6 separate regions of the Mus musculus genome follow, and regions 2, 3, 4, 5 and 6 are each linked to region 1. The links are chromatin contacts, called in public HiChIP or PLAC-seq, Micro-C and promoter capture Hi-C maps. All regions are on one chromosome and are shown on one strand. Each heading gives the region's core, a stretch centred on a gene start, on an enhancer-like site or on the middle of the called end of the contact. The rest is flanking DNA. Distances are from core to core; before and after follow the strand shown.

Region 1 (4,449 bases), core at 768-3,267:
GACTGCAACCTAAATAGCAATATTTATGCCAAGCTCCCCATAATACTGTAAACATCCCAACGTATAGCGGGCCAGCACATGAGTCATTTCCCCAAAGCCGGAGTAATACGCGGTACACCAACCAGCTCCCAGGGAGCTCCCCGCCAGCAGCCGGGCTCCACGGCTGCCCTCCACACCCAGGGCCCGTGGCACCCTCAGTGCCCTGGCCACCCCACTCTGGGAAACCGCAGGCAGCCGCCAAATCCTGCAGGAGCCGGAGGACAGCTGCCTTGGTGCCAAACACTATGGCTGCCATCCAAGGACCCCCCCCCTTCTCCTCCCCACTGCGGTCACTAAAATGCTCATTACTGGGAAAGAAACTAAGTTATAGCACGGGGTCCCCCACCATGCCTGGAGTGGCTGTGCCTGGAGCCCTCAAGGCTTCTTCACACCTCACCCCAAAGTGACCCAAGAATAGGGCACTCTGTGTCTCACCCCTCAAGCCCTCGGTGGCACACTCCTAGAACGGGTCACCTTCTTTAGGGGTAAGAAAACCCAGCCAGTTGTTTGAAAGACCTCAGACTCAGGGCCTATTTTTATCACCCAATGGCTAGGGCTGAGACAGGATTTTTCTGAACCCGCGGTTTCCCTATTTGCTAAAAACCAGTAAAAATTCGACCCATCTGGCTTCCCGGAAGACTTCTGAAGGATTCAACACAGATTGTCGGCCGGCAAGCACTTTGCAAAGAAGGCTTCAAGTACCTTGTCAACCGTGCAGCACGCTGTAAACCACGGAGAGCAAAGTACTTCATAAACTGAAGCGACTGGCAAACTGTAGAGCACAGTACACGTGAGAACCATTATTAGGATTCACGCCTGGTCCTTCCAGCCCGGCCATTCCTGGTGGACACACCCAGACCCCCACTAACAACTTTTCCTCCAAAGCCAGCGAGCTGCGACCACCTGGCAGCCACTCCCGCCCCCGGGGGGTCGGGTGGTACCACAGCGCGAGGCCTCGGGGAGAGGCCCAGAGACCCAGGCCAAGGCCAACAACACATGGCAAAGCATCTGGTCCGGTCTCTGACGGCAGCTGGAGAGTTCTCGGGGCTCCAGACTCCACGCTGAGCTCTGTCGCCCACGGGGCGGTGGCCCGCGGAGGTACCCGGAGAACCCGGCGCGCAAGAGTGATGCCCATCGCCCCATCCCCCGCTCAGTCCTGCTGGGGAGGGGACCCCATTGTACGCCGCGAGCGACCGGGCGGGCACGGACGCGAGGGTGGGGGACACGCGCGCTTCGCTCCACTCCACGGGTGCCCCTGCTCTTCGGGTGGCCCAGGCTGCATCCAAGGGGGCGCGGCCAGGGATCCCCAATCCTTGGCGCGGCCGCGGTGCCTCCCTCGGAACGCTCCCTGCCAAACTTTGCAGCACCCACTGCGCGCCGGGCCCGCGCCCCTGAGCTCGGTGCCGAGGCATTGCCGGGCTCTGCGGGGATGCGGGGACCTCGGTGGCGGGCGCGCAGTGGTAAGACCCCCCAGCCCTGGGCGGCGCTCACCCGGCTGGCTACAAAGCCTCGGCAAGATGGTCCCTTCGCCTCCTCCTGGCACAGTCAATCAGCGCCCGCCGCTCGCCCGGGCGCCCGCGGGGCCCCGCGTCTTTCCCAGCGGTGGCCGCCGGCCACACCTCCCCGCGGCCACCTGCGCCCGGCACCGGCCCCCGGGCAAACTTTGCGACCGCGGGGCCGAGTGAGGGGGCGACCCGGGGCCGAGGCGGCCGCTCCCCGCCCCCATCCCCGCTCACCTTCCACGGCGGCTAGCAGCGGCAGCAGCAGCAGCGCGGCCCCCAGCCTGCGCACGGCCATTGCTGCGCTGCCCGGAGCCTCCGGCCGCGGCGCCGCGGGGACCCCCGGGCTGGAGCGCGCGCCCCGGGCTCGGGGGGCCGGCGGGGAGCGGCGGGGCGCGGCGCACACACACACGAGCCGCCGCCGCCGCGCAGCCAGCAGAATGAGCCATCCAGCCCGGGCAGAACGGGGACCCGGGCTCCGCCAGCGCTGGGCACGGCCCACCTGAGCCGCGGGCGTGGGGGGAGCCGGGGTTGGACTGCCAATCCTGTGCCTCTGCCCGGTGCACCCACGGGTTGCACCACGCCCGAGTCATGATCTTCTAAATCTTTTGAGTCCCTTCGGATGGGGCAGCAACCGTGTTGGAGCATCGTGACCCCACTCACCCGGGTGTCCGGGACCCCGGAATCCCCCCCGCGCAGCAGTGGTCTCTCCCGGCGCTGTGGCTCCTCCAGATAAAGCAGCGATTTCAGCCCAAATGTTTCTCAATTTTTATTGAATGCTGCAAAGCCGAGATCGTCTGGCGCGGCTGACAGGAGCAGAGAGAGGGGACCCGGGGCGGGGGGGCGGAGAACGAGGAAGGGGCTGCCCAAAGCCGGGGGACTGGCCCTACCTGTCAGGACTGGGAGTGCCACCCCCTTGCCTGAGCCCTGCCACCCGCGTCCCTGCGGCTTCGAAAGGGACTGAACTGCAATGAATGAGGGGGGGAAAGAGGGGGGAGCTGGGAACAAAACAGGCGGCTTTCCCAGGCTCTAGGGTTGGGCTGGGGCCTCTGCCTGGGAGAGTGGGCCTTGGCGCTCGCCCGCGGGCCCGGGGTTCTCTCTGGCAGGAGTGGCGGGCCCTGGCAGGCAGACCCCGGGCCTTCCCTCCTTGCCTTGTTGTCTTGCGCGAGCCCACCGGCCCCTCCCCGCGGACCTTCCCAGCCGCACATTGTATTTCTCCTCTGTTGATCTGGTTCCCGGTGCAGTTTGCGAGCAGGGGTGTGGAGGAGGCCCGGGGGTGGGGGGTGCCTAGCGACAGCCCCTACTCCACCCCTCGGTGGAATGGACCTGTCTGGGCTGCTCGGTTTTGTGCATAGCTGTCCCTTCGGGGAGGACACAACCCCTTGTTCCATTTCTGCGGGCCCAGCCTGCTCTGACAGCCTTCATCACCATCATCATTAGCGGGCTTGCTGAGACCGGTGGTGGGAGGACTGGAGGGATCCTGCGGGAACCACCCAGGCAGGGCCCCTAGCCTTTGGGACCCGCGCTCCTGAAAACACACTTAGCCAACAGCACTGGCCATGATCATTGCAGTGGGTGGAAGAATGCTTTAGAGAGACAAGCTGTTAAAAGTCCAGTGCAGACCTCTCCAGTCCCTTTGTCCCACAAACTAACAAAACGTCCCAGAGATGTCTTCCCTTCAAGGCCCATCAGACAGACTGTCCTGAGACACCAACTGAGGTTTGGAAATTTGGGGCACCCTTTGAAGCATTGAGAGTCCATCAGAAATGAACCTCAGCCTGGGAGGCCACCTGGAAATGGTGGGCCTCGAAGGTTGCAAAGGAGGCAGAACAGAAGTGAGCCGGGGAGAATAGAAGACAACAGGGAAGATCACCCTCTCTGCCAACACCTTCCACTCCGTGTTGCCTGCAGACTCCTGCCTGGGGTAGAAGTTAATTGGGTGCCCTGGCTTTTTTTTTTTTTTCTCTGTTTCTCCTCATCAGACAAACCAAGGGGCTTAGGATTTGGTGGACTCTGAGCCTTTTCTCCTCCATCCCTGGTGTATACAGGTGGCCCCTCCCCATTTCCAGAAACATTTATGGGCCATCTATTACATCCTGGGTGGATTCAGCTCTGCTTTCTTTCTATCCCCTGGGGACCCTTGTCACCATCCACCCACCCCTAGCAATTGCTTCCTTCTTGATTTAAAATCCTTTTTGATTCAAAATACAAATACTAGATTTTAGCATCCTTTGAGAACCCGGGTACCAGGGATGAGGCTCGGGGCTGTTCACGTTTCCAGATTTTCCTCTCCTCCATTGTCACAACTCTGGTGGCAGGTGCAGGCCATCTCAGGTGATGAGACTGAGGACCAGGTAAGTCATCTGCTCAAGGCCAAATAGCGCATCGGAGCTAGGATTCAAGCAGTGTCTGACACCCACACTCATCCCTTGGGCCTTGCATAGGTCCATAGAACACGTTTATTCAGTTAGCCAACTTCCCACAGTCACTGAAAACCTTATCATTAATTGATAGCAGTCTGGACTTTTACCTGGCCAAACGCAAAAAAAAAAAAAAAAAAAAATCACTGTAGCAATAAACAAAGCCCCGTATCTTCCCCATCCCGTTCTCCCTCCGTGTTGTATGATTCCCCATTTGAGATCCTATAGAAAGGCTGAGTCTTGTCAGCCATCCAAGGCCTTCCTCTCTGCTCTCTTGGCAACTGCCTTCGACTCCGCCTTTGTCCCAGCCAAACCCTATCCAGCTTTCTCTGCTCTGTGACCAGGATTCCACCTCATCAACCCCTTACTAAGTGCCTTCACTAACTTTGGCCTCTTCGGGACTGACACCCATTTGCTTAGGATTTTCCGGAAAGATGATCACGGGTTCCCTTGCTGGGGCCTGGGGATAGTTTGATTATCTTCAGTTTGCA
Region 2 (4,449 bases), core at 680-3,179, 630 kb after region 1:
TGTGAGAAAGGTCAGCATGGCCCTTGCTTCCTGAACGGAGGCAGACAGTGGAGGCTGAAGGATTTGTTTCGGACTTCACAGCTAGATGGTAGAGGCAGGCTTCTCTGTTGCACTGAGAATAGCACGAGGCAGGATTGTGTCCTCCTTTGTCCCCTTTAGCAGAACAGGGACCACTGAGGACCACAACTGGGCATGCCTTCTCTGTCTGTCCCATCCCCCTGCGAGGAGCAGATGCAGGCCTTATTAGGTGCTATGCTGGGAGCCTGGGCTGAGGCCAGAGTGTTGGCAGGCCCACTTGGATGTACTTTCTGCTCTTCATGCTATGAGTTGGTCCCTCATAGTTATGCCCACAGGGCAGAGAAGAGCCCAGTCTTTTGGAGATGGTGTCTCTGTGGAATAGGGTCAGGATGTCAGTGTTTTCTCAGGTCCCCAAGTGTCTGGCTCCTATCACAGAGAACATACTTTCCGGACAGGGCTGGCGCCATTCAGTGAACTGGGCATTTCCTTCTGTCCACAGCCCACCTAACTCCTGGCTGCAAAGTCTGCTAGGAGTTTTCTGGAACCTAGCAACTCACAGGAAACAATGGAAACTTGGGTTTGTATTTTTTTCTCCCTCTATCATCACTCAAAGGGTTTTCCTCAAAGGCACACACATACTTCAGTTATTTTTCTCTCCACCCATTAGCCTGGGGCTTCCTGGAAATTTTCAGTCAAAAAAAGGGGACCCTGGGTAGGTGGTAAAGACACACCCCAGCTCCAGGCTTGTGTGTCTGCCCCTGGGATGCAGCAGGGTTGCCTCAATGCCAGTGACTTGGCAAGAACACCTGAGACTGAGGCTCTGGAAGAGCCTTGTCTGAACCTGGGTATACAAAGTGATACATCTCTGGGACTGATGTATGTGAATCAGAGTGGGTCTATGAGTGATTCAGATCGTCTGTGGCATAGGGGTAGGAGCACCATCTTGTCCAGTATCACGCACTGGGATGAATGTGTGGAGGAAAAATGTAGAACATATAGGCTGGTGAGTGTGTGAAAAAGCACATAAGCCCTAGCACAAAATGTGTGAGGAACTGGGTGTGTGATTGGTGTGTGATCCAGACTAGAGAGAGAACTCAGTGGGAAGAGATATTTGCCACAAAGCTCTGTTACCTGAGTTGGATCCCGGAACCCACATGCTAGGAGACCATTACTTTCCAAAACACCTCTGAGCTCCACATGTGCACTGGGGCATGTATGTAGGCGCACGCGCGCGCGCGCGCGCACACACACACACACACACACACACACACACACACACACACACAGAGGTACAGAAAACAAACACAATAAATAAAAGCCACTTTATAGCTTGTTGGGATGCTTGAGTCTGTAGAAAGGTAAACAAAAAGGTAAACAGGTACATGGAGTGGATGTGAGCAGCTGAGTGCATGTGAGATCCCCCTCTCTCGAAAACTGCTGTGCACTCCGTGTGGAGCACGTGGTGTGAAGGAGCGGCGTGTGCGGAGGGCTCGAGGCCCTGCCAGGTGGCGTCTCAGTCCTATCCCACACTCCAAGCCACGTCTGGCGTGGAGCCGGTTGGGCCTCATCCCACATCGAGGGGGATTGGGGCCCAGACAAAGGCACAGTCGGCCGCGCCGCTCCTCCAGAGAGCCTAGCTCGCGGCTAGGAGGCGGGGGCCGCCGCTGAGGGGGCGGGGCCAGGTCTTGTTAGGGGCGTGGTCTATATGGTCAGGACGCGTTGCCTCGGGGGCGGAACCTGGTCTTGTGGGGTGTGGCTAAATGTTTGGAGGTGGGGCCTAGGGCTCCTGAACTTGGCGCCTCGGGGGCGGAGCCGGAGACCCGGGGGCGGGGCGTGCACGGGAGGGCGGGGACGGGAGTTGGTTGGGGGGGTGGGGGGTGGGAAAGAGGCGAGCAGTCCGAAGGACTCGGCAGGACAGCGAGCTGGTGGCTGCGGGAGGCGCCGAGCGAGCCAGCGAACGAGGCCGGGCCATGGGGCAGCGGGCAGTGGGCTCGTTGCTGCTGGGGCTGCTGCTGCACGCGCGGCTGCTAGCGGTGAGTTTGCGTGACCGAGGGCCGAGGGCGGGGGGCGCGCGCCAACTTGGCGGGGCCACCGGAGGCTGCTCGGCTGGGACTCTGGCCCGGGACGGCCGCGCCCGCGAAGGACCCTGGGCTGGCACTGGCCAGCGCCACCCTTGCAGCGTGGGGCTTTCCTAGGGGACGTCCCAGGGATCCAGCGTGGAGGTCAGGGGCCGTCCCCGCAAGCGTGGAAATCGGAGGGTCGCCGGCCACGTTGTTCAGGCTCAAAGTCGCCTCTGGGCATGGCCCGGCCTGCAGTTCTGGCGTGTGGGGGGGCTGACGGAGAAACTTCTAGCAGGGTGGGAACTTGGCAGGACAAGGGTATTCCTTTCTGCTGCCAACTTGGCAGAAGGGGCAGTTCATGGTGATGGGTACCCTGTCAGTCGTCGCTGGAACTTTACCATGCTATCCTCTGGGGGGAGATTATGATCAGGCAGTCAAAAGTTAAAACTTGGAACAAAACTAAGCCTTGTGTGGAGCACCCCATGGACCCTGGAGTTTTCTAAGCCATAAGCTAAATCAATCACTGCGTTGCACTGAGCCTCCGTGAGACCTGCAGAGAGCTAGTTAACCTCTGGGAGGTAGTCCCACGTGGGTAAAGGGAACTCAGAATGGGAAGCCTCAGGGCAGAATGGGCCTGGATGGAATGAGTGCTGGGTGCAGCGCTTACTACAAGCCAGCCCAAGAGCAGCTGAGAGTCCCCAGGATTCTTCCACCACCTCCCAAGTGGGATGCTGTGTGTGCTCCTTCAGTTCTGCCCTTACCCTGAGCTCACAAGGGGCCACAAGGAGGAGAAGGGAACTCTTGAGTCAGGAATCCTAAGACCTGGAAGGCACTTGGCAGGAGAGGCCCAGAGGACCTGAGTGACCTCACGGAGGACAGGGTGGAGTTGATGGACCCGGCAGGCAGAGGGTGGAAGATGAGGGTGGGGTACCTCTGGGCCCTGCTGTGGTGAGCCACAGAGCCCAGGTGCTCCTAGACAGTCTCTATCCCTGTTCCCTGTTCTTGGAGCCAAGAGGGTGACTTTTCCAACTAGGCCAGTGTTTACCCAGTGACTGCTTCTCTGTCCTTGCCTGGCTGGCTCTCTATCACCTCTGCCCTCTTGAGTCACTCCTTAACCGCCCACCAGGCTTGACCCTTTTCTGTTTCTGCCACACCCACGTAGCACCTCTCCTCCCCACCCTCTACAGAGCAGCCTTCTCCTCTAACCTTCTGTCTGGCCTCTCACCCCAACACTCAACTGCAGGGCACTGCGGTTGCTCCCCATTCAGCCTGAACTTGTAACTCCTAAGACCGATGTTCCCTTCCTTAAGGCAATGACCTAGACCTGGGATGCTATCTATTCCTGGTCTCCCCTCAGCTCTGCCCCCTGCTGAAGGGCTCCCTCATGTATGGGCTACACAATGGCAGGAGTGGAGGGTGGAACTGTTTGCGGAGGGCCAGAGGAATTCTACTGGAATTCCCTGACTGCCTCCACTGCCCCATTCTCTTTTTCATTCACCAAATCTTAATTGAACAGCATTCCGGGACAGCCATGGGAGTCCCCCAGGCTCATTCATTGGGAAGATACTTTCCTTACCGCTATTGTATGCTGGCCCTCGGTAGGGCTGAGGCGGGTTGGGTGAGTTGGGACACGCCCTTCGCTGCCCTCTAGGACTCAGCCTGGTGGGCCGTGATTCACTGGAGAGAAGAGCAGGCAGCCCTGAAGCTATAGGATCTTAGATGCCGCACAACAGTCACGTGGAAGTCATCGCTGACCCACCCAAGCTCAGAGTTGGCCCCCTCCCACAAAGAGCTTAGCCTCAAGGGTCTTACCGACCCAGTTAGAGTCCTAACTTTTCAAGCCTGAGGTCCACATCTGTGAAATGGGTGGAGTGTCAGGAAGAACCGTTTTCTAGCCCATGTCCCAGCAAGCCTTGCCCCACTGCCCTGGCTCTCCTCAGCCCGTCAGTTTGATTCTAGGCACAGTCAGGTGGGGGAGGGCAGCTTACCCCAGGCCGAAGAGTCTAAAGCCTCATTGGAGGCAAGGACAGTGGTCTATGATTACGCGGGGGAGTAATTTCTGTTCTGGGGATAGGATGGGACCAAGCCTGGCTGACTCAGGGCCTACCCTGGCCTGTTGACCCTTTCCTTCCGACTGCATCGTAGGCCTTTCTTTCTCAGGACCAGCCCCACTGTTGATAGGAGTCTTGAGGGATGGCAGGGATAATGACAGTGTTTTCCAGGCCGAGGGGGGAAGTGGCTGAAATACCTGCTTCCTGCCTCCCTTAGATTTCTTTGCAGGGAAGGCTGCTGGTGGAAGCTGAGGAATTTCTCCTTCCTGGAGTGACCTCAGCTCTCCCCTCCTTACAGCTGGCTACCCTGTCCCCACTCC
Region 3 (4,449 bases), core at 562-3,061, 630 kb before region 1:
TGGAGATCAGCCTGGTATATATAGTGAGTTTCAGGCCATCCAGGGCTACATAGTAAGACCCTTTGTCAAAAAGAAAGAAAGAAAACAGAGGAAGGAAGGAAAGAAGGAAGTTAGGAAGCAGAGTCCCAGACAGCTCTCAGAGGTGTAGTGCACAGAGTTCAGGGCTAGCACGGAGAGAGCATCGCAGAACCCAGATGTACTGGTCCATATCTGCAGTAGCATCCAGGAGGTGGAAGCAGGTAGATCAGGAGTGTGAGGTTACCCATGGCTACACATTAAGTTTGAGTCTAGATAAAACCCTGTCTCAAGATAAATAAACAGATACACAAGAAAGGGAGTCCGCTCTCAAGCCTGATGACTTGAGTCCAATCCTTGGAACCCACGTGGGAAGGAGAGAGCCAACTCCTGAAAGTTGTCCTCTGCCCTCATGAGTTCAGTGTCCTGCATGTTGTGCACACATGAGTACACACACAAACACACACCCACACCCACACACCCACACACATTCATGCACACAGCAAATTTCTAAAACTGAAAATTTTAAAAAGGGGCTGGACAGATAGATGGCTTAGTGGCTAAAGAATGTTTGTTCTTGCAGATGACCCTGGTTCAATTCCCAACACCTACATGGTGGCTCACCATCATCTGTAACTCTAGTTCCAGGGGATCTGATGCTCTTTTCTGGCCTCCAAGAGCGCCCAATATTCATTCATAAAACCCCAGCAGAATAAAGATGATTATGAATGGGGTATGTGGAGTGAGGGATGGGGGGAGCAGCAGGTGACTAGTTTTAAACAGGGTGGTCAGGATAAGCCTTGTAGTAAAGTTTGAAATGTTTGAGCTAAACCTTGAAAAACAAAACCCCAAATCAAATAAACAAAAACCGAGGGAGGCAGACAGGGAGAAGCAAATTTGGAAGACTCAGCATTGGAGTCTGAAGGAACTGTTAGGGTCACTTAGCATCTGGTCTGGGGAAAGGGGACCAGACGCCAGGGGCCAGGTTGGGCGATGAAGGTGTCAAGAGGAAGCCTCTGAAAGAGCCCTGTGAGATGGACGAAGAAAATAAGGCTTTCAAGAAGAAGCAGAAAGAGTCCAAGGCAATGGGAAGGGCCCCTGGCTCACGGCTGGAATTAAGAAACCAGGCAAAACCAAACCACAACAAAAATACCTGCAAAACAACAACAACAACAACAACAACAAAATCCCGAGCTATTCTGTGTACCTGAGATAATAGTGAACCTCTCCCATTCTTACTTAAACTTATTCGGAGTTATGACATGATTCCTTTTAAAAACCAGAGGGGCAATTGATTCAATGGCACGTAGCTGGCTGATGGCGAAGATCTTATATGGCCTCGGTGGCACAGGCCTTGCCTTTAATCTCAGCACCGGTGAGGTAGAGGAAGACGACTGCTCTGAAGAACCTAGAGTTAAGGAGAAGAGAACAAGTGAACCAGGAGCCAGCCAGAACCAGGAGCCAGGCTCTGTGTCTGTGTGTGTGTGTGTGGTAGGCTTTGGAGGCGGGGCTAGGGAGGGAAGAGGATCGGGGACGGGGGCTGGGAGTCAAGAGCGGAGCCCCAGGAGAACTCTCCCCATCTGTAGGTCTTGGAGGCAGGGCAGAGTGGGGCCAACGCGAGGTTGGGGCGTGACCAGGGAGTTAGGGGCGCGGCTTGGATGTGGCCGGAGAGTGAGGGGGATGGGGGCGTGGTCAGGGAGTTACCAGCGAGTCGGGGCGTGGCCAGGGAGGTAGACAAGTGGTCTGGGGGCGTGGCCGGAGAGAGAAAGGCTGGCGGGCGGGGGCGTGGCGGAGTTAGTTAGGGGCGGGGCGGAGCAGGGAGTGAAGAGGCCTCGACTAGGACGCTGCGGGTGGTGAGACAGGCCCTGCGCAGAGCAGCTATACCAGCACTGTTAAGTGCAGCGTCCCCCGCGTTCCAGGCAGCTCCGGTGTTTTCGCCTCGTTCCCACCATGCCCGAGCAGCTCAGTGTCGCGGAGTTCCTGGCCGTCACCGCAGAGGACCTCAGTTCCCCAGCCGGAGCAGCTGCCTTCGCCGCCAAGATGCCCCGGTGCCGCGGGGCGGCGCTGGCACGGGAGGAGGTGAGGGGCCGAGGCGGGAGGGGACCTCAGGTCAACTTGGGGCCTGGCTTTGACCTTTGCAGGAATGCTTGGAGCTAGGATGGCTCTTCGCTGCGCTCCAGAAACCCGCCCCTCTTAGATCTGTGGGAACCGAGCTCATCTCAAACATCTGTGTCCCCAAGGTGGAGCCTGGGAAGAGAGGACCAGATGGGATCTCGGGGTCACCTCGATACAGACTCCACATGTTGGGGCACATCTCCCATATACTTTGGGCGACTTGCCCATTATATGTGTATTTGCTCAGCGGCTTACAGTTCTGTGTTTTCGTTTTAGAACCCCACAAATATGCAGCCCCTCAGGTCACTCCCTTTCTGAGAAGCAGGCTCAGTCCTGAACTTACCTCTCCCAGGCTGCAAGAGAGAGAGAGGAGGCCCCCTCCTCCTGGCTGCTGGTTCTGAGACTTGGCTTGCCTTGTGGAATGATTGTGAATGGGAAGGCGCCAGGAGCCGGGGTTCACCTTGGCTGCTGCGGGCCAAGTTTATAGGCTCCTCTCCCCTCCCCTCTCCTCTTTGTGTTTTCAGGCAAAGTGTCCCAGGCTCTTTCTTTCGCCCTTGTAGGCTGCCCCACCCCATTCCCAAGCTCACTGGAGTTCATTCCTCTTCTCTGGATTCGCTGCAGGTTTTCATCCCCTAGGAATACACTGGAGCAGAGAGCCTGTAGTCTGGGGCCAGACGGGGATAATATGAACCCAGCTCTCTTCTAGAGAATGCCCTGGGTTGAGGTGGCATTTTGGACTTCAGTGGTCAGTCTGGCCTTCTCTATAAGTTGTACCTACTGTGTGGCAGATACAAAGCTACCCAGAAATACCCTGAGCTGAGGTCTTAGGAAATCTCCCTTCCTCTTCTCCCCTGACTGGCTGGCTCTCTGTCTGGACTTTTTCCTCTTTGGTAAGGAAGGCAGACAATTATACAAAGACTGTCGGATTTCAAATGATGCATAGGTTCAGAGCCACCACGCCTCAGGACCCTTCAGCATCTTTAGGGATTTTATCCATCATCCTCTCCTCCAGGTTGTCCATTACAGTGTTGGATCAGAGGGGAGAGATCTGCTCTGGCTAAGTGTCCATGCATTTGACTGACCTTACCTGACTGTGTAAGCTCAGATTTGCCTCAGGTCAGGCCAGACAAAATCCAACTTTTTTCCTTTTTTCTTTTTCTTCTTTTTCTTTTTCTTCTTCTTTTTCTCTTTTCCTTTCTCTTTCTCTTTCTTTTTCTTTTTTCCTTTCTCCTTCTCTTCTTTTTCTTTTTCTTTTTCTCTTTTCCTTTCTCTTCTCTTTCTTTTCTTTTTCTTTTTTCCTTTCTCTTTCTTTTTCTCTTTCTCTTTCTTTTTCTTTTTCTTTTCCTTTTTCTTTTTCTCTTTCTTTCCCTTCAGATCCATGTGCTTGCAAGCTTTCACTTTTGCAACAGAAAGGCAGGAGATCCCCAAACTCAGCTTTCCCCCTCACCATTCCAGCGTCCCCCAAATGAAAAGTCTGACTTACGACTTAGAGATTTTGCTGGAGCTTTCTGGTTGGTTTCGTGGTCATGTCTCTCTGTTATTGTGCTGGGCTTACATGTAGTTTGATACTGGGATTTTTTTTTCCTCCCTCCAGTACTGGACATGACTAACCTAATACCAGGCTTGAAACCGCGGTTGCTTCCTGAATCAAGGCTCCTAGCTCTAACCAGTTTCCTGAAACTAACTAGAGACTCTGTTCTAGGATCTGCAGGACTTTTTTGTCCACCTTACTGGGAAGGACCCTGGACAGGTCATAGGAACCAAGAATGTCCAGGCTGAAGGACCCTGGCAATAGAGAAATCAGCTAGAATTGCTCTCATTTAAGATGTTAAAACCCATACACAGAGAGGGCAAGACACTGCCTGAGCTCCCAGAGCAAGGGATTAAGGTAGCTGGCATTCCTCCATGATTGCCTTAGCCTCTGGTCCCGGTCTCTTTCTCCCAAACATCTTTTAGAACTTTTCCAAGCCTCAATAATGTCATCTTGAACCCGAGTCTCACGGTTCCTCCATGCTTAAAACTTCAGTGGGTTGCAAATGGTTGCCTGTTTTTCACTGTGAATCTCTGCACAACATGAGGGAGTATTACAATAATCCCTGCATCAGGCAGCCCCTGACTGTCCTGGACCCCTCTGTAGCCACCACCCCATTGACTTTCACAGAGAAAGTAAGGCAGCTGCCACGTGGGACTCAGCAGGCCAGGCTGGCTGCTGTGTTTTGTGCAGTTCTCTGTGCTGTTTCTGTGCTGGGCACCAAGGGCATAATGATCCTCCTTTGAGAATGCCAGGAGTTGTCCTGAGTACCCAGGGAAAGATACAGT
Region 4 (4,449 bases), core at 828-3,327, 590 kb after region 1:
GTGGGGGCAGCTGCTGTCACTCTTACCTGCCAGGGCCAGCTGTGGGGAACAGCTTCCTCGCCATTGACAACTCGGCTGGAGGGGTTGTGGGAAGGCTGTCCACAGCCTGAGGCTAGAGGTGACAATTGAGAAGCCAGTCAGCCAGAGTGTCCTCAGAAGAAAGGGGTCGGGGTGGGAGAGCTGGTGTTTGAGCATGGTGCATTTGGAGGCAGAGGCAAGCTGAATTCTGTATATTCAAGGCCAGCTTGACCTATATGGTGAATTCCAGATCAGCCAATGCTACACAAAGAGATCCTGTCTAAAAAGAAAAAGAAAGAAGCAAAAGAAGAGGAAGAGGAGGAAGAAGAGATTGAGGAGGGAGAGGAGGAAGAGGAAGAAGAGGAGTATAAAGAAGAGGAAGAGGGGGAAGAAGAGAAAGAGGAAGAGGAGGAGGAGGAAGAGGAGGAGGAAAAGGAAGGGGAGGAAGAGGAGGGGGAGCCCTTCCCCTCTCTAGACTTCACTAGCCAGGTATGAAGTAGTGTTTATGCATTTAACCTACAACAGGGCTTCCCAGAGTCAGAGGAGGGCAGGGTCTCTTTTATCTCAAAGACTAAAGACTTGGGACTGAGCCTGGTAGTCAGGGAGCCCCCAAACTCTGAAACCAAAATGCTGGGCATTAGGGTGTGATCCCAGCATTGAGGATTCGAGCTCAAAGGATCAGCCACTGGTTTGAGGTAAGCCTGGGCTAACAGAGTGAAATCTTTTACCCCACCCCAAAAGAAAAAAAGAGGGCTGGCTGCGTGGTAACCCGGGCTAATGACCTGAGTTTTATCCCTGGGATCCCAACAGAGAGAACTGACTCCTGCAAGTTGTTCTCTGGTCTCCACGTGAGCTCTGTAACACACATACAGTCCCTAACAAATAAATAAATGTAATAAAAAAAATTAAAAATGGCAGCTAAAAGTGACATGCTAGCTCAGGCCTGTAGTCCCTGTGCTTGAGAGAGGGAGGCAGTGGGATTGCTAGGAATTCAAGGAAAGGCAGGCTGAGCTATAACATGAGACTTTCTATTAAAAAAAAATTCTTTTTAAAAAGGTGATTTATACCGGGCGTGGTGGCGCACGCCTTTAATCCCAGCACTCGGGAGGCAGAGGCAGGCGGTTTTCTGAGTTCGAGGCCAGCCTGGTCTACAAAGTGAGCTCCAGGACAGCCAGGTCTATACAGAGAAACCCTGCCTCGAAAAACCAAAAAAAAAAAAAAAAAAAAAAAAAAAAGGGCTGGTGAGATGGCTCAGTGGGTAAGAGCACCCGACTGCTCTTCCGAAGGTCCGAAGTTCAAATCCCAGCAACCACGTGGTGGCTCACAACCACCCGTAATGAGATCCGATGCCCTCTTCTGGTGTATCTGAAGACAACTACAGTGTACTTACATATAATAAATAAATAAATCTTTAAAAAAAAAAAAAGGTGACTGACCTATGAAGTGGCTGTTTGAGTGACACAGCTGGGTACGAAGTGAAACTCGGCCACCGACTCAGGATGGCTGTGTTACTTTAAAAGTCAGTTTCCCCACTGACTCCAAACTAGGCTGACTTACCTGGGGTCATAGAAGAAAAACAACCTGTCCCACCGTCACCTGCCTGACATAGTAGACACTTAGAAAATGCCATCGGGTACAATATGGTCGGCCAAGGGAAGCTTTGTGGGCTGTGTCACAGAAGACTGAAAGTTTGAGTTGGAGCCATCAAACCTCAGAGTTCAGACCTTAAGTCAGGAGGTCATCCATTGTCCCCTCAAGGAGTCTTGCCCCGTGGGCTCCCAGTCTTTCTGAGCTGGGTCATCTGAAGCTTGCCTGCCTCCTCCACTCCTGGCCATGAACCAAGCTCAAGGCCCTACAGTCCTGTCCTAGTTGAAGCTGAGACCTTCTGTAGAAGTAGGTATGGGGTGTCACCCAGGGAGGCAAAGAGTGAGGGTCTGTCATATTTCAGGGGCTCCCAGGCTGATGCAGCAAGGAGACATGGGACAAGCTGAGGGCTTACCAAGGGCCACAAGCAGGAGGGAACTCAGCAGTCGGAGCATGGTGAGCTTCAGGGTGATTAGAAAGAGATGTGGAACCGGGACTTTAATATAGTGCCGGAGGCAGGTGGAAGGGCTGGCCCCAGACCCCACTCCCACAACAGGTGGCAGAACACCAGCTTTTTCAAGGCCCAAGGCCACACACCAACCACTGTAGATTAGAGAGCAGGAGCTGAAGGAGGGACCTCAGACTTCCTCCAACCTGTGATTGCACAAGTGGTAGAGAACGGCCAACTGATAAGAGAGGGACAGGCAAAGGGTTCTATTAGACAGGCCGGGCTTTCCCAGGGAAGGCTAGAATAGCAGAGCTGATCAGGCCTGGGTTCAGATCCTGGCTTTGTCTATTGAGTGCTTAGTTTGACCATGGTGTCTCAGAGCTCTAGTCTCCTGCATGGGATTAATATTGATGTCCACCTCCATAAGAGACTGTTTCTGAGTACTTTCTCTGCTGTATTAGGGCTCTTTCTAGGGCTGTGAGCAGACAGCACATGATCCCAGTCTGCTCACAGTCTGCCTAGTGATGGCACAAGATGAACCCACAATTTTTTGTTTTTGTTTTTTGGGGTTTTTTTGAGACAGGGTTTCTCTGTATATCCCCACTGACCTGGACCTCACTCTGTAGACCAGGCTGGCCTCGAACTCAGAAATCCACCTGCCTCTGCCTCCCAAGTGCCAAAATTTTTAAGAAGCTGTCTCTAACCAGTGAGGGTGGGTGCCATACGGAAACAAAACATGGGTGATCAGGAGGGGACCCCTCCCTTCCCATTTGTCTTGGGAGGTTGAGGCAGAGTGACATATTGACTCTGGAGACGATATGCATGCAAGTGAGTCCTGAAGCCAGCCATGGGAACGGGTGGAGGGTAGACACTCAACTCAGGAGTGGCTTGCTCAAGAAAAAAGAGGGGCAGGGGTCTGGAGTCAACGAGGAGCTGGGTGAGGTGGCATCGTCTGTGTTCCCAGCTGCTCCAAGGCTGAGGCAGGAGGGTTATGAGTTGGTGGTCAACTAGGGTTGCACAGCAAGGCCCTGTCTCAAAGCAAAAAAATAAAATGGGTCTGGAAGCACAACACAGGGCCTCAAAGTAAGGCCTTTGGTTTTGTCCTTGTCAAGGAGGGGGAGGAGGAGGAGAGGGATATGGAGACAGAAGAGGAGACAAGGAAGAAGCAACCAGGTGAGGGGAGGAGGAGAAGGGAACAGGGAGGAGGAGAAGGAAGGAAAGAGAGGAATATAAAAGAGGAAGCAGGCTTGCTAAGATGACCTGGCACCTAAAGACGCCCATCGGGCCTCACGACCTGAGTTGGATCCCTGGGGCCCACCTGTTACAAGGAGAGGACCAACTCCTCTCCTCTGAGTTGCCCTCTGAGCTCCACGCATGCTGGGGCATGTGCACCCACTCCCATCACACACACACACACACACACACACACACACACACACACACACACACACACACAGAAGCAACAAAAATGCAATCGAAAGCTTTAACTAAAGGAGCTTGGTGAGGATCCTGCCAACGCACTGTCAACCAAGCTGAAGAGCTTGATGCTGGCACCTTCCCTGGGCTCCTTTATCTGCAGGGGCAAGGTCTCTTGCTGACCCCAGAGCTGGTGATTTGGCTGGTTTAGAGCCCTGTTCTCTGCCTTGCGAGTGCTGGCCGCACCGTGCCTTCTTCATGTATCCACCTCCTCAGCCGCTTTACTCCCCCACCCCACCCCTATTGGTGGGGATAGATTCCAGGGCCTCATGCATGCGGAGAGCCACCATCGAGCCACACACTAGCACAGGGCACAGGGCACAAGCCAGCATTCTTCTTTTTGTTTTAGATTTATTTATTTATTTATTTATTTATTTATTTATTTATTTATTTATTTATTTATTTAATGTATGTGAGTACAATGTCACTCTTTTCAGACACACCAGAAGAGGGCGTCAGATCCCTTTACAGATGGTTGTGAATCACCATGTGGTACCTGGGAAGTGAACTCAGGACCTCTAGAGGAACAGTTAGTTCTCTTAATCCCTCCAGCTCCCCATTCCCTTTTGAGACATCATTTTCCTGGGTCTGTGTAGCCTTGGTAGACCAGTCTGGCCTCATCTTCCTGCCTCTAACTCCTGACTGCTGAGACTAAAGGCATACACCACCACTGTCTGGTTTAGGGCCAGCATCCTGTGTGAACAAGGCAAGTACACAAACCCTCCTTGTCCCCGTCCCCCATGTTCCCCATGTTCCCCTCTTTCAGCTAAGTCCTGCTGAGTCTCCTGAGCATGTGTTCAGGATCAGTGTGGCATGCATACATCTTCCTCTGACTCCTACAAATAGAAGCCAAGGGGAGGGCAACACTTAGCTGTCTAAGTGGACCCTTGCTAATAGAGGTATCCCGTAGGCCAGGAGGGATT
Region 5 (4,449 bases), core at 1,143-3,642, 530 kb before region 1:
AAGGTGGCTCACAACCATCTGCAATTCCAGTTCCAGGGGATCTGAGATCCTTTTCTGATCTCTGCAGACACACATGTGTTACAGAGAATACATACAGGCAAAATACATCCCCCCACATAAACCTTAAAAACAAAACAAGCACATAAAAAAACCCAAGCCAAAAAGAGTATATGGGCCAGACATAATAGTACATACCTTTAATCCCAGCAGGGAGGTGGAGGCCAGCAGACCTCTCTGAGTTAGAGTCTGGCCTGGTTTACATAGTGAGTTTCAGGACAGCCATGGTTACATAGACCCTGGCTCAACAAACAAACAAACAAACAAAATCTTCCTTCAGGTTGTGAAAGCTTTGATATGCATAGTCTACTGCCCTGGAATTTCTCTAAGGTACAAAAGCTTATTTAAATTATTTTATATGTTTGGGTGCTTTTGCCTGCATATATGCTTGCATATCACATGTGTGCCTAGTGTCTAAAAAGGTCAGTGGAGGGCATCAGATCTTCTGGAACTGGAGTATCAGACATTTGTGAACTACCATATTGGCTCTGGGATTGAACCTGGGTCTCTCCAGCCACCAGAACCCCACCCCACAAGTTAGAGCCTGAACTCAGGGCTCTTTGTATGGAAGAACGTGCTCTAACACTGAGCTGTATGCTCCTGGGAGATCTGTGTTTTACATCCCATAATATTGGCTTGGTATTGGACACTAACGGCCTTGTTAGTATTGCTGGGATACAACACCGGTGGGATAATTTATACAGAAGAGGGTTTTTATCTGATCTTGTGTTTGCTTATGTGTGTGTGGAGGGAGGTGCAGACGAAGGTCAGAGGAAGAAAGTGAGTGTCCTGCTCTTCCACCCTCCGCCCTGGAGCTAAACTGGCAGCAAGCTACAGCAATTCTCCGGTTGCAGTCTACATCAGCACTGGAGTTTACAGGTGCATGCGGTCACGCCAGGCTTTTTACTCAAGTGGATGGAGATTCACAGTCAGGTTTTTTTTTTGTGGGGGGGCGGGGTTTCGAGACAGGGTTTCTCTGTATAGCCCTGGCTGTCCTGGAACTCACTCTGTAGACCAGGCTGGCCTGGAACTCAGAAATCCGCCTGACTGCCTCCCGAGTGCTGGGATTAAAGGCATGCGCCACCACTGCCGGGCCACAGTCAGGATTTTAAACTTGCATTTGAGCCGTCTCTCCAGCCCCTAGGACAGGCTTTACAATTTACAGTTCTGGAAGCAGGGAAGTCCAACATTGAGAGCACGCGGGGATAAGGGCCGTCTCCCTACGCTGGAAGCGCAAAAGATGCAGAGAAGATCTAGAGTCAGGCATCAAACTCACAGCCTGGAGGCCTATCAGTCGGCTTTAATGCTTTGAGGGTGGAGTCCTAGTGCCCGAAACACCTCCCACTACCGGCCCCACCTCCCAGCACTACTACATTGGCCATCAAGTTCGTATCAAGTGCACTTTTGCACATGTCCGTTCAAAAACGCATGGGTAGACTAACAATAAACTTTGGTTTATAGGATTTGAGAAACATGATCTCCAGATATGTTTGGAAGCAGATCCCTTGACCTTCTTCACTGAGGTAGTGTTGGGACAGGAGTGACAGGTGAGAGGTTTATGAATAACAGGTATTAGTTTCTTGGAAATGAACCCTTTGCCCGCTTGCCTGGCTTTCAGTCGTTGATCCAGTGACCCTACCTACTCTAGTCTCCAAACTCCGAAGGGTCCCTGCTTTCTGTTAGCGTCACTCTTGAGTCAGATCCACGTTATTCTGTGAGGAGAAGAGCCAAGGAGGGAAACAGGCAGTTTCTCCAGTCATTCTAAGGGATGCTTTTCTACAGAGAAATCTCCAGCGACACGAGTCAAGTCACCCTGAAGTTGTGTTTTGACTAGAGCCAAGATGATCTATTGATGGAGCCCAGCGTGTGGCGAATGGGGTGTGCTCGGGACCTAACGCTCAGAACGGCGGGAGGGAGGATTGGAGATAAGGGACTCCGGCGCGGGGTAGCAGCGCCATTGCGGAGCGTGGCCGCCGGGACCCGAGGGGGCGGGGCTCCGGAGGTGGCCACGCGGCGGGAGGCCTAGATTTTTCAACCTCTTAACGGTGGTAGAAGAAGAGGGAGGAGCTTCGGCCACGCAAGGCCCGCTGCCCCGCAGCCTCGCCACTACCAGGGGCTCCCACCAACAGACCCCTTTGTGTGCATGCCCCCGCCCCGGAGGCGCCGCAGCCAGTGGCGCTGAGACCCCTCATTGGCTCAGCCCGACGGCCACACCGATTGGTCCTCGGAGTCCCCGACGTGAGGGCCGCTTTCCCCTCTCTCTTATTGGCCCGTCAAGCTGCCCGTCATACGGTCTCGTGGGCCGATTGGTCGGCCGCACGGAGTCCCTGGAAGCAGTTCCGGGAAACCCCGCGTGCTGCCGGGATCGCGTCTCGGTCCATGCGAGGGGGGGAGGGGGTGGCGCGCGCGCCATTTCTTGTCGTTTTCAAAGCGCCTCGCGCTGCTTCTCACGGGCCAGGCCGCCAGCCCCCAGCTCTGCCCTGGTGAGTCTCGCGCTGGCCCGTGGGGGGGAGGGGCCGGGAGTCCCGGTCTGACCGGACTCGGCCGGGTCCAGGCTCGGCGCCCTGGCCTGCAGTTTGGGTCTTTGCTCCGAGGCCCCAGGGTGGGGGTGGGGATGGGCCGGGGGCGGCTTCTGCTCCGGCCCGCCGCGCAGCCGCGGGCCTGAGTCCCGCCGCGGCGCCTCCTCTCTCTGTCGCTCATCCTTCTCAGCCCCTCCGGTGCCCCGGTCCCTCGGTCCGCTGTCCTCCGTGCGGCCTGCCGGTCTCGCGGTGCTTTTTCCCGCCTCCGCCCGCCGCTGTCCGCGGCCCCGGTCCGGGCGAAGGGTTTCAGGCGTTTCCCCCTGACCCCGGTGCTTGCCCCCGAGGCCTGCGGTCAGGCCTGGCCCGCCTCTCGCCCGGCGGCCTGTGGGATGTGTTGATAACCGGGTCGCGCCCGAGGGGGTGGGGTGAGCCGAGGGCGGGGTGCAAGTCCCAGGGTTACCTGAGCCGGGAGCAAACTTTTACGGGAGTCGGAGCCGAGGGGCCGAGGTATGGGGGGTGCCTCCCGCCCGATCCCCAACCTGCATGCTTCGAGCCGGGATTTGAAGGAAAAAATGACTACTAAGAGGCCGTGACACTTGGTTTCGAGCGGCGCCTGAGCTAGGTAATTCTGAGAATGTCATAGGCGCTCCAGTTTGGAAAAGCGCTTCTTTTTCTTACACGGTAGTAGCCATGTGGCCAGAATTTTAAGACGAAAGCCCAGGGGTTCTTGAAAGGTTCAGTCCTTTCTCGTTACCTGTTTGGGATTTTTCCCCCCCTTGCCCTTTAAAAGCAGAATGTGTCAGGAGTCAGTCGTAGTGATTAAAGGCTTGATACTCCCGAGCTGTGAGATAACCGTTAGCTTTCCTTGGTTCTTTTAAAAGCCCGTCTCTCAACATTTTGCTTAGAGATGTTCGCCACAAGTCAGGGAGAAGCTAGTACTGACTTCCCGAGTCTCCCAGCGGTCCTTATAAATCTTATTTAAATGACTTTATTTTGTAATTTTCTTTTTTTTGCAAAAATGTTTGTGTCAAAGGGTTCCAGTCACGTTAGAATATTTGCTGCATCCAGAAATATGGTTTGGCTGTGTGGCATTGTTGTTGAATCCCCCCTCTTGATCCGAAGGATTTATTTCCTAGAGTCTATTTTACCTTTTTTTTTTTTTTAGGTTAAAGTTGACAAAATCTGAACATTTTAAAAGTTTTGATATCAATGGTAGTCATAAATGTCTTGTGCTTAATACATAACTTGTCATTTTGCTTCACGCATACTTTTCAAAAACACTCCACCTTAACAGATGTTCATCGAACTTCTCAGTTAATTTCCTCTCCTGTAACATAGTATTCATAGGTGCAGTGCTATGAAGGTCTTGTTACAGAACTTTTGAGTTGTGATCTTCGTATAGTGTTTGTGGGGGAGGAATGGGAAAGCACAAATGTATGTCCACAGAAAGATTTTGGATTTTAGAATGCTTCTTTATAGAACTAGGTTGTTTTAATCAGTAAAAAGGTTCATCTTACATTTTACGTGCTAGTATAGTGGTTTCTTGTGCCAGTTTTGGATGTTTCTATTTTTTGCTAGTTCATCAGAATTTGAGGCTTGCCTTGAGATACATCGTTAAGTACAGTCGCGTCTCTGTAGACATTAGAGGACTAGTGAGAGCTTTGTGATGAGAAGTCATGCAGCTGTCAGGTCATTCTCAGAGTAACACCCTTCACACTCTGCTTCTACTATTGCCTTCCTCTTTCTCCTCTCATTAACTTCAACTAGACATCAGTGGATGTTCAAATGAAGAGTTGTTTTGTGTCAGGAAACAGCATTTGCACAGTGTTTGATGACTGATCAGGAATGGATTGGCTATCTTAAGCTATAGTGC
Region 6 (4,449 bases), core at 1,175-3,674, 520 kb after region 1:
CAGGTATTGTCTCAATATGAAAACATCTTGAATTTAAATAAGAGTTTAACAGAATATAAGGCACTTTAGGGTCTTGAACAAATTGTTTAAAAACAAACTCCTTGTAAATACTCAGTTGCCAATCTCTTATGTCAAAATCAAACTAATTGTGTTTTTAATTTTTATTATTATTGTGTGCATTTATTTGTACACATACACACTGGCAAGAGTGTGAAGATCAGAAGACAGCTTTTGTTTTTGATTCTTCAAGACAGGCTGTGTAGATGAGTCTAGCCTCAAACTCAAGAGTTTGCCTCTGCCTCCCCAGGGCTGGGATTAAAGGCTAGGACCACTAAGGCCCAATGGAGAACAACTTTGGAGAGGATTCACTCCTTCCACTTTGGGTTCTGGGGGACCCAACTAAGGTAGTCAGGCCTGTTGGACAAGTGTTGTTATCCACTATACCATCTCACCAGCCCAAACTAGTTAATTAAAAAAAAAAAAATGGTGCACATATAAACCTTTTAAATATAGGCTAAAAAAAACACAATAGTAGGTAAGTATTCCAATTTTATATTCCTATATGTCACATTAAGGCTAACAAATTTTGGAAGATTTTGGAAGATTCAAGCTCCACAACTACCAACTACAGAAAGCCAATTTGAATCCACCACTCCAGTATTTTACAAACATCATTTTCTATACAAATGAGCAATAATGGGAAAAGTCTTGTTCAAACATGAGCCACCCTTACAGGGATGCACTGGATATCATTTGCTTTGCAGTGTTAATGTTCTTCAATGCTAGTGTGTACTATAATCAAAGGACACACCATTCTAGTGATCTAAAAATATTACTCAAGTTTTTAGGGTTAGAAATTAAAATCAAGGTTGGTAATTCAAGTAGCTCATTCCTGTAAGCCCAGCTCTTGAGAGGCAGAGACTAGGAGGTCCCTCTATGTTTAAGGTTAACCGGGGCTACATATGGAGACCCTGTCTCAAGATAAAAAAAAAAAAAAAATCCAAAAGCCCTTTTAATGGAAAAACTAAAGCATGCAACTTTGAAGTTGCAATCCTAACAAAGACAAATCAGGGGTATGACGAAATTCTCTTTTCACCTCATTCTTCAAACCATGCACTGAAGTTGGGTTCTTTACATCAAGTAAGTCACAATTAGTGTGGCAAAGAATTGCTCCTGCAATTCACCCGAGTATATAGCCAAGGGGTCCTTTAAAGATCATACCTACACAAGTGGCTGCAGACAGTGTATATTCCCTGACCAAAATAACTTAAACCTAAGATTTTGAACCTTCGGTATTTTAGGTGCATCTCAGGCAGCCTGAAGACAGGCAACAGGATTTCAACAACAACAAAAAAAAATTGCCACCTTACTCTGAACCAATGTGCTGGGTTGACCCACAAAGGCCGCAAGATGCTGTCTTAATTTGAATAGCCCTGACTTGTAGGAGTTAAAACTCTCACCCCTTATGCTGCGATGACGTAATCTTCCACACTGAATTTCTCCCAGAGTTAAAGGGGTGGAAAGAGGAATTTACAAAATAGTAATAATAACCGACAAAGAAAATTTCCTGCTAGGAACGAGGAACTGAGTAAGTGGCCAGGCGGGGTTTCGGGAGGTGCTTAGGCAGGTCCCGGATGGCAAAGAGGCCGGCCCCGGCAGGAGAGCCCCGGGAGCCGCGGGGCAGGAGAGGACACGGCGCGGGGCTGGAGACCGCCGAGGGGCGCAGGCGCAGAGCCGCCCGGTCCGTCACCTCGGCCCCGGCCCGGCCCGGCCCTGCGGCCGCAGTTCCGCTCCCCTCCCCCGCCAGCCGCAACGCGTCCGTGGCGGGGCCGGGGAAGCAGGAAGTCGAGGCCCACAACGGAGAGACAGCCCCCGGCCTCCGACCCCGGTCCGGACCGGGCGTCTCCCACCCCGCGCCCCGGGGCCTCGGAGCCCGCGGGCGGCCGGAGGGGGAGGGGAGCGGGTGGGATGGGTGTGCCCGGTCCTCTCGCCGCCGCCGCCGCCGCCGCCGCCGCTGACAGCTCGGCCGGGCTGTGCCCTCGGCCGCCGCCATCCCCGGCCGCGCCGCGCCGCCATTCCAGCCCTAAGCCTCGCCGCGACCCCGCCTCGCTTCCCTCAGAACCCGGGCCGGCGGGCGCACGCGACCCCGGCAAGCCCTCCCTCGCGGCCCACCGCCCGCAAGCACCGGGATGCCCCTGCCCGCGAGCATCCTCGAGAACCGAGAGAGGACGGGGGGGGGGGGGACACGCGAAGGGGACCGGGCGGCGCAGAAGACGCTCCCGCAGGGAGGCTTCTCGGGCCCCGCACTCACCTCAGCTTCTCCGCCGGGGCGTTGGCAGCACTGCGCGGGGCCTCCTCGGCTGCCGGACAGGGGCACGCGCCTGACGTCAGCACGCAGGGGACGCATGGTTGGGTGCCCGCGGAAGTGGGAGGGACAAAGAGAGAGAAGGGGCTGAGGGCGGCTCGGGCTCCGCCCCTTGGCGCGCACGCGCGCGGGCTGCGTTCCTTGCATGCTCTGGTTGGCTCTCTGCGCCTTTTAACGGTATTTTTTATCCGTAATAAAACTATGAACAATGATGTGCACGGTGTTGTAACTAAAGTTTATTTTGAGTCTTGCAACTTCGTGAAGAAAAGTGTTGTAAATATGTTTTACTTTTATATTTTTGTTTATTTTATTGAGACAGGGTGTCATTATGTAGCCCTTGCTATCCCAGAATGGCTATGTAGACCAGGCTGTCCCAGAACACAGCAATACTACTGCCTCTGCTTCCAGAGTTCTGATATTTCAAGAAATGTACTACCATGCCTGAGCTGTCTCTCTCTTTTTTGTTGTTGTTTTTTGTTTTTTGACAAGAGTTTCTTTCCATGGGTAGCCCTAGCTGTATTGAAACTTGCTGTGGAGCCCAGGCTAGCCTGGAACTCAGAGAATCCCTTGCCTCTGCTTCCTGGGTGCTGGGATTAAAGGTGTGCATCACCATACCCAGGCTACCGGGTTTGTTTTGTTTTGTTTTGTTTTTAATAACTTGAGACGTGATCTCGTTTAGCGCAGCCTGGATTTGAATGCTTAACTAGGTACCAGAGGTTGATCTTAAACTGCTAAGCCTCTACCTCCGAAGTGCTGAGCTTATAGGCGTGCCCCTCCATAGCCTGCCTCTTTGCTTCTCTGAGAGAGGAAGTGACTTGCTGTGCACAGCTTTATCTGTCTGTTTTTGGAGTGGGAGTTGAGTATCACCCTCGGTTTTGTTTAGAACTAAAGACTTTCCCCCTCAAAAAAGTCCTACATTTACTGTCCCTGAGTGCTCTCCCCTGGCCCCTTTGGTTGGATCTGACCTATCAAATCCTTCTCTTCCCTGTCATCTCGGCGCCTGTTGAATAGCTGCCTTCTCTGGCCGTGTACTAGCTGCTGGAGAATAGAGAGCCTAGCCTTCTGTCAGATGCTCCCCAACATTAGAGGAACCTTATCTCAGTAATGTTCTCTTGCGGGCTGGAGATGTAGCCCAGTCGGTAGAGAGCTTGCCAAGAATGCACGAAGCCCCACGTTAGTGCCTCTACCACATTCATAATCCAAGCTCTGAGATGGATGGCTGTAATCCCAGCACTTGGGAGGTGGAAGCAGAAAAATCTATGGTGACCCTTGGTTGCATAGAAGATTCAGAGTGTCCTAGGATACAAAACATCCATTCTCAAAAAACAGGAGGGTGTGTCTTAAGGAGGCAGAACTCTGAGACCTCAGATGTGTGCTCCTGCATCCAGCTTTATGTGGGCCCTAGGGATTCGAACTCAAGTCCTCACACCTGCGCAGCAATCACTTTGCCCTCTAAGCCACCTCCCAGCCTGCAATCTACTTCTTTCAAAGCTGTACTGTAAACATCGTTCTGTGTCGAACGAAGCCCCGCTTATAGCAAGGCTGCATTCTACCCTGTGGGCATTTCCCTATGTGGGCAATCTCACCCTATAGGGATCGAAGTTGTCTAGCCTTTCTCCGATGCCAGGGAGGACCCAGGGCTCACCAGATACTTGGCAAGTGCTCTGCCACTCAGCCACACCCTCCACTCCGATGACCATAAATGGCAACTTGTGATTACAAAACAAAACAAACAAACAAACAAAAAAACCTCATCAATTTCTTTGGCTTGAGAGAAAGTACAGTTTTCTCTGTTCCCAAGGCAGGTTGGCTGTGTCCTTTCTTTTATCCTGCCTCGAAGTCCCATGAATGTCCCAGACAATGTCTGGCCTTTCCACCAGCTGCTGTATCTTGATGGGATGTCACCCAAGTGTTTGGCCTTTCCTCGTCTATTCTGAGGACAAGGACTAACTTTGTCTCTTGGGCTGATTTTTTTTTTGTCAGAAAGTGACCCTTGACCTTGACCTTTCCACCACCCCAAGTTGGAGTGGGGTTACTCCTTGACCCTAATCTACCCCATCCCTTGCTGCCAACCCAGACGCCAG

The links. Promoter capture Hi-C pulls out the DNA fragments that hold promoters and counts their contacts. Hi-C and Micro-C count contacts between places; a contact is called where the count stands out from the background. HiChIP or PLAC-seq counts read pairs in DNA pulled down with a chosen protein or histone mark.
Region 2: an HNF4G HiChIP or PLAC-seq map of pancreatic cancer cells shows a contact between it and region 1. The contact joins the promoter of Hspg2 here to the promoter of Ephb2 in region 1. A contact is called at or near these places in 2 of 39 promoter capture datasets (both in liver) and 1 of 115 datasets of contacts at active chromatin or transcription factors (pancreatic cancer cells).
Region 3: a promoter capture Hi-C map of cranial neural crest shows a contact between it and region 1. The contact joins the promoter of Asap3 here to the promoter of Ephb2 in region 1. A contact is called at or near these places in 1 of 39 promoter capture datasets (cranial neural crest) and 1 of 115 datasets of contacts at active chromatin or transcription factors (embryonic stem cells).
Region 4: a promoter capture Hi-C map of liver shows a contact between it and region 1, with 2.4 times the contacts expected there. The contact joins the promoter of Cela3b here to the promoter of Ephb2 in region 1.
Region 5: a contact with region 1 is called in a Micro-C map of embryonic stem cells, with 4 times the contacts expected there. The contact joins the promoter of Hnrnpr here to the promoter of Ephb2 in region 1. A contact is called at or near these places in 1 of 39 promoter capture datasets (hippocampal neurons) and 1 of 484 Hi-C or Micro-C datasets (embryonic stem cells).
Region 6: a Micro-C map of embryonic stem cells shows a contact between it and region 1, with 4 times the contacts expected there. The contact joins the promoter of Cdc42 here to the promoter of Ephb2 in region 1. A contact is called at or near these places in 1 of 39 promoter capture datasets (hippocampal neurons), 2 of 484 Hi-C or Micro-C datasets (double positive thymocytes and embryonic stem cells) and 2 of 115 datasets of contacts at active chromatin or transcription factors (embryonic stem cells and microglia).

Annotation. Positions count from the first base shown.
Region 1 is chr4:136,833,995-136,838,443 of GRCm38.p6, forward strand. It overlaps Ephb2 (Eph receptor B2), which reads right to left and starts at 2,018. Exons shown (of 16, transcript NM_010142.4): 1 at 1,776-2,018. The coding sequence starts at 1,836. It overlaps Gm31536 (a long non-coding RNA gene), which reads left to right and starts at 1,941. Exons shown (of 5, transcript XR_881502.3): 1 at 1,941-3,892.
Region 2 is chr4:137,466,874-137,471,322 of GRCm38.p6, forward strand. Hspg2 (perlecan (heparan sulfate proteoglycan 2)) reads left to right here and starts at 1,930. Exons shown (of 97, transcript NM_008305.3): 1 at 1,930-2,051. The coding sequence starts at 1,989. Gm13010 (a long non-coding RNA gene) reads right to left here and starts at 269. Exons shown (of 3, transcript XR_881513.1): 1 at 1-269.
Region 3 is chr4:136,204,554-136,209,002 of GRCm38.p6, forward strand. Asap3 (ArfGAP with SH3 domain, ankyrin repeat and PH domain 3) reads left to right here and starts at 1,812. Exons shown (of 25, transcript NM_001008232.2): 1 at 1,812-2,094. The coding sequence starts at 1,966.
Region 4 is chr4:137,428,443-137,432,891 of GRCm38.p6, forward strand. Cela3b (chymotrypsin-like elastase family, member 3B) reads right to left here and starts at 2,078. Exons shown (of 8, transcript NM_026419.2): 1 at 2,018-2,078; 2 at 27-112. The coding sequence starts at 2,057.
Region 5 is chr4:136,308,550-136,312,998 of GRCm38.p6, forward strand. Hnrnpr (heterogeneous nuclear ribonucleoprotein R) reads left to right here and starts at 2,393. Exons shown (of 11, transcript NM_001277121.1): 1 at 2,393-2,540.
Region 6 is chr4:137,355,335-137,359,783 of GRCm38.p6, forward strand. It overlaps Cdc42 (cell division cycle 42), which reads right to left and starts at 2,425. Exons shown (of 6, transcript NM_009861.3): 1 at 2,312-2,425.